Regions from separate parts of the Mus musculus genome. Here regions 1 and 3 are each linked to region 2. The links are chromatin contacts, called in public HiChIP or PLAC-seq maps. All regions are on one chromosome and are shown on one strand. The core of a region is the stretch at or near the end of the contact, and the rest is flanking DNA. Distances in the headings are between cores, read along the strand shown. Region 1 overlaps Fryl (FRY like transcription coactivator). Region 2 has its middle 18 kb from the start of Slain2. Region 3 holds the start of Nfxl1 (nuclear transcription factor, X-box binding-like 1).

What was found. HiChIP or PLAC-seq counts read pairs in DNA pulled down with a chosen protein or histone mark.
Region 1: a contact with region 2 is called in an H3K27ac HiChIP or PLAC-seq map of extraembryonic endoderm stem cells, with 3 times the contacts expected there. The contact joins two enhancer-like sites. A contact is called at or near these places in 2 of 484 Hi-C or Micro-C datasets (the HL-1 cell line and embryonic stem cells) and 2 of 115 datasets of contacts at active chromatin or transcription factors (embryonic stem cells and extraembryonic endoderm stem cells).
Region 3: an H3K27ac HiChIP or PLAC-seq map of extraembryonic endoderm stem cells shows a contact between it and region 2, with 2.3 times the contacts expected there. The contact joins the promoter of Nfxl1 here to the enhancer-like site in region 2. A contact is called at or near these places in 9 of 39 promoter capture datasets (the 3T3-L1 cell line, 3T3-L1-derived adipocytes, the C10 cell line and 5 more), 1 of 115 datasets of contacts at active chromatin or transcription factors (extraembryonic endoderm stem cells) and 1 of 9 other capture datasets (liver).

Annotation. Positions count from the first base shown.
Region 1 is chr5:73,234,928-73,238,621 of GRCm38.p6, reverse strand. All of the region lies in intron 1 of Fryl (FRY like transcription coactivator), which reads left to right. Among named protein-coding and RNA genes, the nearest start is that of Fryl, 20 kb to the left of the region's middle. Within about 2 kb of position 1,406, at least 86 of the 459 cell types and tissues checked have an H3K27ac peak or open chromatin away from gene starts, as enhancers often do. A contact at or near this core is called in embryonic stem cells and extraembryonic endoderm stem cells, where this site is marked.
Region 2 is chr5:72,894,540-72,898,415 of GRCm38.p6, reverse strand. No RefSeq gene overlaps it. Among named protein-coding and RNA genes, the nearest start is that of Slain2, 18 kb to the left of the region's middle. Within about 2 kb of position 1,500, at least 24 of the 459 cell types and tissues checked have an H3K27ac peak or open chromatin away from gene starts, as enhancers often do. A contact at or near this core is called in embryonic stem cells and extraembryonic endoderm stem cells, where this site is marked.
Region 3 is chr5:72,558,213-72,561,815 of GRCm38.p6, reverse strand. Nfxl1 (nuclear transcription factor, X-box binding-like 1) reads left to right here and starts at 2,171. Exons shown (of 23, transcript NM_133921.3): 1 at 2,171-2,227; 2 at 2,548-2,802. The coding sequence starts at 2,550.

The DNA of each region.
Region 1 (3,694 bases), core at 157-2,656, 340 kb before region 2:
AGAGAGAGAGAGAGAGAGAGAGAGAGAGAGAGAGCATGAATGTTGGCACACACCTGCCATGGTATGCAGAGTGCATGAGAACGTTTTCAGGCGTTGCTCTTGCCCCCATCCTGGTGTATATAGAGACAGGGTCTCTGTTGGACTAGCTAGTCCACAGCCTCTGGGAGGAAAACACCTCTCGTGTCTTTGCCGGGTTCCATTTCTCCACAGGAGCTCAGGGACTGTAGATGCTTATGCTGCATCGTCAACTTTGAGATGAGTTTCGAGATTTGAGCTCAGGCCCTCAACCATTTGGAGCAAGCTCTTCTGCCCACCGAGCCGTGGCTCTAGCCTTTAGCATCTCCTGATAGTACACAAGTCACTAACTAATGGTAAGACTAGTTTTAGATTGTTTCATTGTTTCATTCAATACAAGTTTTACAAACTTTGAAACAGTGTTTCCCTCTTGCTTGAATGGCAGCCCTTAGACAGTAATCATGACTTGTTAAAACAGGGTGGAGTTGGCCCAAGCCTTGCATCCCAGCATTCCCGAGACAGAGGCCGGCAGATCTGAGTGCCAGGCTAGCATCCTCTACAGGAGATCCAGGACAGCCAGGGCTACACAAAGAAAGCCTGTTTTGAAAACAAACAAACAAACAAACAAACAAACAAAAATGGGTGGAGACGGATGAAATTTGAGGCCCCTGAGGTGAGGGGCCCCTGCTTCTTTGTGAGAGCCTCAGCATAGAGCATGATTCTTCATCCTGTGTCAGATTGGCTGGTTAATGAGACAATCTTAGGTAACAGCCCCATCGAAATGTCAGGAAGAAGGAAATGAGCTCACAGATTTTGTTTGTTTGTTTAAATCTGAAGAAAATGTGTAGAAATTTGAATAAACTTAAAAAACAAATCCCCAGCCGGGCGTGGTGGCACATGCCTTTAATCCCAGCTCAGGCAGAGGCAGGTGGATCTCTGAGTTCAAGGCCAGCCTTGTCTACAAAGTGAGTTCCAGGACCGCCAGGGCTATACAGAGAAACCCTGTCTCAAGAAAAAAAAACAAAAACAAAAAACAACAACAAAAAAAACCCAAATCCCCTTTAAAATGATCTTCAGCATCGTCAGGCTTTGGTGAGTTTTGAAGTTCGTCACATGATTTACAAACCAAGGATGCCATCACTCACCTTTCTCCCTTGATTTTTTTTTTTTTTGAGGGGGGGTGCGTTTGTGTGAGGAAACTCAGTCCCCTCCCCCACTGTCCACTCCCCTCCCACCTCTGCTACCAACCAACACCCTTCTGTCTATCCCTGATGGATCTCCTCACCAGCTTTCTCCCTGTTGTTGGGTCAGGGGAGGGTTTCACTCTGCTCAGTAGCCGACCTTTCTGTGGTATCTGTACTGTTGTGTGAAGACCCACCCAGGAGCGGTTGGTTTGAAACAAAAACAGTCATCTATTTTGCTCACAGCTATGGGGTTTGCCTCAGCTCAGCCAGGCCTTCCCAATCTCTTAGATTCTCTTTGAGGCTGGCTGCCTGCAAGACAAGCCTGGGGCTTTCATGTGACAAAGGCCTGGGAAGCTTCACACAGCTGGGACTCCCGAGCTGTCCCTTCACACGATCTCTCCACAGGGTGACCTCAGGAGAGCAGGACTCCCACAGAGGTGGAGGCGCTTGGCCTCCAGGGCGGTGCTTCTGGAGACCATCAGTAGCTAAGTGTGCCCTTTTCTGGTACCCCTCAGCTCCTTACCACTTACCCCTTGTTGTTTGTGGGACAGTCACAAAGACTGCAGGGGTGAAGGGGAGGGGCCATGGGTCCACCCTCCTTCCTAGGAGCATCAAAGAATTTGCAGACCTATTTTAAAACCTCTGCCTGGCTCTTCCTCTGTTCTTTGTTCAAATTAGACCAGTCGGTACTGGAGTCATCTAGTTCCTTTTGCTGTGCCACCTAACTCTGGGGACAGTGCTATGTATGTGCCTTTGCTTTATTTAAAAAAAAAAAAATTCCTCCATGCTTTAAAATCCCGCTAAGGCAGATGCAGGATCTCAGCAGTCAGGAAGCTGAAGCAAGAGACCTGTGAGTTTGGGACCAGCCTGGGTTGCATATCAAGATGTGTGTTAAATTTAAAAAAAAAAAAAAGTTAGGCATGGTGACACATCCATAAGACTGAGATAGGAAGATGCTAAATTGGAGGTCAGCATAAAGTACACACTGAGATCCTGTCTCAAGAAAATAGTCAAGCAAAATGACTATATTTCATGAAAACATAATGACGGGGCTGGTGAGTGGCTCAGTGGGTAAAGGCTGTGACGGCCTCATTTCCATCCCAGGACCCATATAATGGACAAGAACCAATTTCTCCAAGTTGACTTCTGACCTTCACATGTGTGCTGTGGCACATACATGCCACCCCCCCCCCCCGTACACGTATGTGTACACCCACAACATAAAGTAAAAATAAGTTAAATAAAAACCAATAGGTACCTATGTATTTTTGGAGGCAGGCACCGTGTGATATTTCGCCGTCGCCGGCATAGCCATCCAGCTCAAAACGTAATTTCTTTGTGTTGAGGTCATTCAAAGCCTTATTAGCTGTTTTTTTTCCACAGTTTTTAATAAATTTAATTCTCTTCACTACTTCCAGTTTCTAGTCCGCATTATTATATTTGGCTCAAGTCTTGTAGAGCTCCGAATCACCTCTTTTTTAACCACTGTTAAGAATCCACTGAATTTAATGCTGGGCGTGGTGGTGCACGCCTTTAATCTCAGCACTTGGTAGGCAGAGGCAGGTGGATTTCTGAGTTTGAGGCTAACCTGGTCCACAAAGTGATTTCCAGGACAGCCAGGGCTTTACAGAGAAACCCTGTCTCGAAAAACCAAAAAAAAAAAATCCACTGAATTTATTAATCCACTCCCTGACACTGAGAACTCTGTGCACCTGTCACCTTTTAATTTGTCATCCCTGGTTCTCAGTCTGTGCCCTTCTTCGTCATTCCCTCACCACTCAGGACACCCAGAACATCTTCTGTCTTCCAGTTGTCCCTTCCTCTGGTATCTGGCACCTCAGTGTGGCTTTCTAAAACTTGATGACCAGTCTTGCTGTCTGACACCGTTGGTCCCAATCCCCGAACACAACACATTCCAATCTCCTTATGATTTGGTTCTAGGAGAATCTGATCTCAGTTCTCACCATTTCCCACCAAGGCTCAATATGGTGTTGCCACATGGGACGTCTCATCATGCTTCCTGTTTCTCTGTAAGCTGCTGCTGCCTCTGCTTTCTAAAGTATATGCATGTGTACTGAGAGTGTATCTGTGTTTGTGCGCACTGTTTATAATGTGTTCTTGTTTAAAAGTACTTCTGGGAATGCAACTATGTTCACCACTATGCCACCAACACACCACACAACCCTTTCTTTGTCTTGTCTGTCACGTCATTTCTTACTGTGTAGGTGGGAGCTACTGGCGATTTCATAGCACATTAATATCTCCGTCATCTGCAAATAGCAACATTGTGGTAAGTGGAGTGAGAAGCTTTCGTTATTTGAAACGATCCCTGTAATTAGACTCACTGTGGGATGGAGTTTGAATTTGGTCATTATTGCAAGTCAAAGGTTTTAAGTCCGGTAGCTTGTTTCACTTTTAGGTAAAGACACATAGATACGTATTCTTAATGCAGTGTGTAGTGTGTCTGGGTGTGCAAGCACTTGTGTGTTTTCACT
Region 2 (3,876 bases), core at 251-2,750:
GTAGCCTGGTGCAAGTTACAGAAGTTAGGAGGTGGCTATGGCCTGGGAGATACACCTTTACAGAGAATTGTGGTCAATTTGATTCTCAGACTTGCAGAATTCATGATGCAGCGTTGGGGAAATGAGAAGGGGTAACAAGATCTGGGAGGTGAAACAAAGAAGGAAGGACCCAGCCAGTCGCTGTAAGATGTCATTGATAACAGTGAGCCAAGACAGTGGGGGCCTGGGTGGGGGTGGGGGTGGTAAAAGGAGAAGAGCTGCAGGCACTGGACGGCCGGAGGCTGGGGTGGGGCAGCCGTGAGGAGCCTTCTCGGAGTGAAGCAGTGTAGAGAAAGAGAATAGTGTGGCTGAGTACAGCTCAGGGGTGGGATTCCCTTTAATGCTCACCAGAAGAATTAAGGACTAGGGCTTTTCAAAGATCATCTGGGGGCCTCTGGAGAGATGACTCAGTGGTTAATCATGCTTGCTACTCTTCTAGGGGACCCCAGTACAGTTCCAAGAACCTGTGATAGCTCACAACTACATGTAACTCTAGACCAAGGAATCTGGCCTCCAAGGGCACACACAAACACACACACCCATTCATTCTAGTGGACAGATAAATTACAATAAAAATCTTTTTTTAAAAAAATAGGTTTTTGCCTAGGAGGCTGAGGCAGGAGGATTGCTAGGAATCTGAGGTCAGGTTGGACTACAGTGTGAGGTCTGATCTTGGTAAATAAGTAAGATTTTTGGAAGATGCCAAATTGGACTCTTTGAATGTGGTTGGAGGGGCTGAAGAGATGGCTCAGCAGTTAAGACAACTGGCTAGTCTTCTGGTTCAACACCCACATGGCATCTGACAACTGTCTATAACTCTAGTCTCAGAGGACCTGACACCTTTGTCTGTCCTCCACAGGCAATGCATGCACGGGGTGCACAGGCATACATAAAATAAAACCATGATTCCATATGGACCCTGCATCATTTTGGGTCCTGGGGATTCCTGGGAACAAGATTCTCAGTTACGGGCTCTTGAAACAGCTAGAGAATCTGAGGGGAATCGGAGGCGGTGACTGGAAGGATCTTGGGTATATCAGAGTTACTGAGAGAACTGTAGGAGAGGCTCCTGGGAGGCTCAGAAAGTGAACAGGAGCCAGGAGGACTGAGAAGTCGACAACCCAGGCGGGTCGCTCAACTGGAACGTTCTGCTAATCTTATCGCTACACAATGCACACTGTGACCCTGGCTCGGTGTTCTTTGCTATTACTTCCCTGGATGGAGAATACAACCGGCAGCCATAGAACCTGCGCTGTGCAACATTGTTCCCACTTTGTATCAAGGTTCCAAAGCCCTAAGTGGGACGCTTCTAAGGATGACCTTAGGTCACGTGCCTGTTCCCTCACTAGGAGGAATGTGGGGAACAAGTGTTTGCTATTTTTAACTTCCTTAGTGGGAGGTAAAGCCTGCCTCCTGCCAAAAGTCTTGAACTAGGGACTTCCTCCAATAGGAGGTTGTATTGTCTAGCGTTGTGTGGCGGTGCAGCTACCACAGAACCTCGGGAGAGATAAGGCCCAGTGATAAGGATAGCAGACAATTGCCAGCGTCAGGATCCACTATTGTGGACTCTAAATAAGACACGCAAAGGACTCTAAAAGGCCAGGCGCTTACACCCACTGAGATGTGTCTCAGGTCATGTCATTGGCAGGTTTTGAATACTGACTTCACTCTAGGTGCTTAGAAGCCTCTAGAATATTACTGACCTCATAACAGTAAAAACAGAAAGGGACAGAGAACAGGCACTGTAAGTCACACTCCTTTTTTTGAAGTGTCTACTTGGAAGTGATGAGTATAACTTGCTTGCGTTCTACTGCTCAAAATAAACCATATGGCCAGTGTGATTTCTCAAAATAGACCACAATGGCCAGTGTGATTTCGGAGTCACCAGGGAATATCACACCAAGAGGCCACCTGTATTTTGGGTAATAATCAGAGCAGGGCAATTATTATGTTTGTAAAAAAAAAAAAGAATACACATAAGTATGCGTGTGCATGTGTGTATGTATGTGTGCATGTATATGTATTTTTTGTGCACGTGTGTGTGTGTGTGTGTGTGTGTGTGTGTGTACATGTGTCTTGAAACAAGTCTCACTAATCTCAGGCTGATCTCCACTTGAACTCATTATGAGGCTTGAATGCCTGATTCTCATTCTTACCTCTCCAAGTGCTGAGATTACGGACAAGAACCAGCACGCCCAGTGGAATAAGAGTATTTTGCGTAGACTCTATTATAACATAGTCATCATCCAGGAGAGAGGGAGGGTATGCTGGGTGGTGGGATTGAGGGACTCAGAGGCAAGAGATGGATGGTATGTGTGTGTGTGTGTGTGTGTGTGTGTGTGTGTGTGTGTGTGTGTGTGGTGTGAGCTGCAGTTAAAGCAGCTGGCTGCTCGTGGCACTAATTGCTGTGGGTAGGGATAAGAAACAAGAGCGCTAGCCAGCAGGGAATGGCGGCTGTGACACCTTGTGTTCAGGAGAATAAGCTTGGTGGTTATTCTATGGGCAATGAGGCATCACACGGGCATCTAGAATGGGTTACAGGGCTATTTGTGCTTTAGGCAGATCACTCTGGTTGAAGAATGGATTTGAAGGTTATTTATGGAAAGCTCTGTGTTTATTTGAGTGAGAATGACTCCAACAAGCTAATGAGAGAGGAGAGGCAGTAGGTGGCGGGCAGGGTACAGGGGTGACGGCTTCATTCATTCACCGGGGGGCTGGGTGAGAAGGATGGCCAGAGGTTTCTCCAGAGCATCCAGCCTGAGCCATTTAATTTCCATCATCTTCCCACCAAGTGACGTAACTGAATGCCAGCAGCGCCCTGTGTAGCACTCTACAGTCCAAGATCTCGAGCTTCCCCAGATATGTGCACAAAACAAGGCCAAAGGTCTCCAAGAGAATCAGGACAAGCAAATAGCCTGACCGCATCTTCACGCTCAGGGACAGGAGCCAGAAACGAAAGCTCGCTCGCGCTCAGGTGACAAGCTAACCTGGCTTGTCCTCTCACCCTGCCCCCATTCCCTATTTCTTCTTACCTCGTCTGTGGATGTGCAGCGATGTTAATACAAGAAAGACTGAGGCAAGTGTGAATGATAGCAAGCTCTTCCCAGAGCACTTTGCTCCAAGAGTTCTGCAGTCCTCACAGACGTAATGGCACCCTATCTGAGATCCAAGTATTTCTTGATGTGGAAAAATATGTGTCTCAGGGTTTTATTGCTGTGAACAGACACCATGGCCAAGGTAACTCTTTGTTTGTTTGTTTGTTTGTTTTTTCGAGACTGGCTGTCCTGGAACTCACTTTGTAGACCAGGCTGGCCTCGAACTCTGAAATCTGCCTGCCTCTGCCTCCCGAGTGCTGGGATTAAAGGCGTGCACCACCATGCCCAGCTCCAAGGTAACTCTTATAAAGACAACATTTAATTGGGGCTGGCTTACAGGTTCATAAATTTAGTCCAGTATCACCAAGGCAGGAGCATGGCAACATCCAGGCAGGCATGGTGCAGGAGGAGCTGAGAGTTCTACATCTTCATCTGCAGGCCTCTAAGAGAAGACTCACTTCCAGGCAGCTAGGACTAGGGTATTAAAGCCCACACCCACAGTGACACACCTACTCCAACAAGGCCATACCTCCTAATAGTGCCACTTGCTGGCCCAAGAATATACAAACAATCACAATATGTATATGTATAAAATATGTGCTTGCTTCAGCAAAACCCACAGTATTAAACAACAGGAAAAAACCTCCATGTAAAAAATATTCCATACCTTATTAAATTGGGACACACCTATGCTTTCTCTAATGTTCTAAAATAATTGAACGAAAGAACGCTTCTATTATTG
Region 3 (3,603 bases), core at 922-3,421, 340 kb after region 2:
AATTTCAAAGTAAACATAGCAGCATGAAAAACTTGAAAATGTACTCTCCACTTACACATGCTCCTGTGTTGTTCTGCATGGTCAAGGCTTATGATGTAATAGTATTTGTTCATGCAGTGAGCTCATAACATTGTTTGATGTCAAAGTGGTTATCATTATAAATTCTCATTACATTCATGGAAAAATTTGAATAGGTGAAGTTTTTGCCTTTTAAAGTACTCCAATATAATTGGAATAGCCGTATGTGTTTTCCAGCTTTCTATGAACCATATCACATTCCTGAGATAAACTCCCTTAAAAAAAGGAAAAGTGTGCTTTGGTCTATGGGTTCCTGAGGTTTCAATCTTAAAAGACTGGCTTCACTGATTTGTATTTGTGGTTAAATGATATATCATTCTAGGCATGTGTGGTGGGGGCCAAATCTCATACCTCTAGGAGAGAGAAAGAGAGAGGAAGAGAGGGAGGGAGAAAGGGAGAGAGGGAGGGAAAGAGGGAGGAAGAGAGGGAGTTAGGGAGGGAGAGAGAGAGACAGAGAGAGAATCCTTCAAGGGCATACCCCTTGACTTAAACCTCCAGCCACTTACAGGTTTCATTACAAAGGCCGAGGAGTAACTAGTTTCCACGTGGCTTATCAGGACATTGCAGATGCAGAACATTAAAGAGAATTACACAATCATCATATGTCTAAGAGAGGAGGCCAGGAGTCACTTTACCTAGTTGCAACCCAGGCCCTGCTGGAGTGTTGAAAAAGATTTTTTTGGTGTCATTTATTTATTAAAAATTGGTTTCAATGATGAGACTCCACATGTTATTAAACAGGTATGTAAAAGAAAAGGAAGGAATGCTTGTTTGAAGCTCTCGATAAATATTAGAATAGTTTATAACTAATGTTTGGAGGACTGGAGGGAATGTGTTCTCAGGAAGGTTTAGTATGGAGATTTGGACAATGTGCTAACGCAGATCTGTGCTACACACCAAGGTTCTATGAGGGTCTCCTTATCATCAGCCACCTCAATATTCCCTCGACATTTACTGGTTTTGGATGAATTATAGGCCATGATGTAATACCTATGTACAAGAAATTAAAAACATGATAGAATTAAAGCTTAGTTTCAGCACAATTACCTCTCTATGCTTTAGTTTTCCCAGTGGTAAAATTGGAATGATAAATAAGGTTATTTTGAATAAAAAAAAATATTGACACAATGGACATGATGATGAAGGCCTGGAGCCCCAACAACTTCTAAGGCTGTGGTGAGAGAATCATGAGTTCAAGAACAGCCTAGATAATATTAAAAAAACTCATCTCAATAAATTATAAGTGTAAAACTTTGTATATGTGCAAACACACACACACACACAGACACACACACATATATATGTAAATATTTTGTACACTCCTGGACACATTGAATGGCATCTAAATATATTTGTGGTAAATGTTGGGAAATTAACTAAGCTGAAGGGTAATTTAAGGATTGTATAACTTCAAATATCAACAAAAATTCAGCTCATTTTCCAAGAGACCACTAAATGAATTTCTGCAATCTATACGTAAAGATTAGCTGCTGGCTTTCAGTTATTTTCCTTAATGAATCTACTGGAGGGAGCAGCCTTGAAAGGAAAAGAAGCAGTCTCTAAGGGAAAGCTTGTTTTAAAGTATAAAAGGTGGTTAATACTAGGGGCTAGATTTCATTGTGAGTTCTGAAAGCTTTCTCCACTCAAACCATTTTTTCCTACAATGCTCCCGTGGCTCTTCTGATCCTGCTCCCCATGGCGTCTTCTGTTTTCTAAGTACTTCCTGGACGAGGACCTGCCTGCTACCTGCAAGCAGCAAGACTATGGCGAGAACAACTGTTTGTGAATTTTGCCCTCTCTGAATCCTGAAACCTCGCGTATTTCCTGGGAGCAGCCGCCAGTAGCAGCATGCTCCCGGCACGCCCACCAACGGAGGCGTCTACTTTTCATGAGCCTCGGAACACTCTGGGAAATGTAGTTCCCCAAAGGCCGCGAACGACCGCGCATGCGCACTGAGCATTCCTTCGTCTCTTCCGGGAAAAAAAAAAAAAAAAAAAAAAGCTGCCTCGCTGCCACGCATTCTGCGGTCCGCGGGCGGAGGCTTCTGGGAGTTGTAGTCCCTGGCGGTGGGCGCCGTCGGTAAGGAGACGTAGCTTTTCGGTGCGGTCCACTTCAGCAGTTGGTTCCCGGCCGCGGCCGCGGCCGCACGGTCAGTTCGCGTTTCTGTGCCTACCGCACTTCTCCTGAGGCTGAGGAGAATTTCCCGTGGCTGGGTTTTTCCTGTCCCGGGTGGGCTCCTCGTGGCTCCGTGCTTCTTTTCTGCCCTCCGTCTTTTCCCTCCTCGCCCGTCGCTCGAGCCTGGGCTTGGCGGGACTCGCCCTCGGGAGACACAGGGCCGCAACCTCCTCAGACCCGGGTCTCCGTGTCGCGGGGTCCGTCCGCACCCAGCCTGACCCTGCGGTCCCTCGGCAGCCGCCTCCATCCTCGGACGCCCGTTCACGCTCCTTCTCCTTTATCTCTCCGCTGCAGGGATGGACGCTCCCTGGCGCCAGGTGGCCGCTGGCCGAGGCCGAGCCCGAGGACGGGCCACCGCAGTGCCCCTCTCAGGAAATGGAGTCCCTTTTGGTGGCGCTGGAGGAGGGCGAGCCAAAGGGTCTGGGGGCGCGGTGTCTTCGGGCCCCGGCCCCGGGGGAGCAGCAGCTCTGGCCCCTGCGGGTCGCGGGCAGCGCTCAGCTGGAGGCGAAGCCCCGCAGCCCCCGGGGGCCCGGGGTGAGGATGGCTCAGGTGAGGATGGCTCGGGTCTCCCGCCCCACCAAACTCCCCAAGTCACTTCCCTACTTATCGCTGGCTGCCAGGGCCCTCCAAGTCTCTCATTCACTTTTTAACAGCTCCCGGAGTTTAGTCTCAGGGAACCGTCTCCATTCAGGCAGATTTTCATCTCATCGCTTGCATCCTCATTTTAATTGATAATTGCCTTTGTTAGTCACTTTCTTCAATTGTGTGCAGCTGATTTGGTTAACTCAGTAAATGGATCGCCAGAGTTTGTTTTCTTTTATAATCTAAGATGTTTAACATCTGTCGTAAAATAGGACCTTGTGCTTTCGCATCTGTGTGTATGGTAACAGCAAGCTAGGCTAAGGTCTCAGAATTCCATTTACGAACAGATTGGGAACTCCATTCTTCATTAATCAACTCGACTTTCAAGACCAGTTGTTGATAGCCATCTTTCCCAGGCTACCTGACTTTTTGGACCCTGTAAGCGTTTTGGTTGTTGTTTTTAACTGATCCCAGTGCAGAAATTCCATGTCTTTCCATGATGTATCAGGTGTTGCCACGATGGATTTGCCAATAGCCTTGGTCCAAGATCTTTTAGGGCGACGTTGAGAGTGTTTATACATAACACTCCAGATAAAAGAGAGTGGTCCCTGAAAGTGTTTTGTGTTTGGAAGGTATTTTTTCAGAAGAGGTTTAAAATTTTTATTTCTGAAATTATAGTAGAATTGCATCAGTTCTCCCTTCCTGCTAGGAGCAAAATTGAGTCTCTGCGTGGGGTTTCCCAGGGTAACTTGAAAGTTAGTTTGCGTT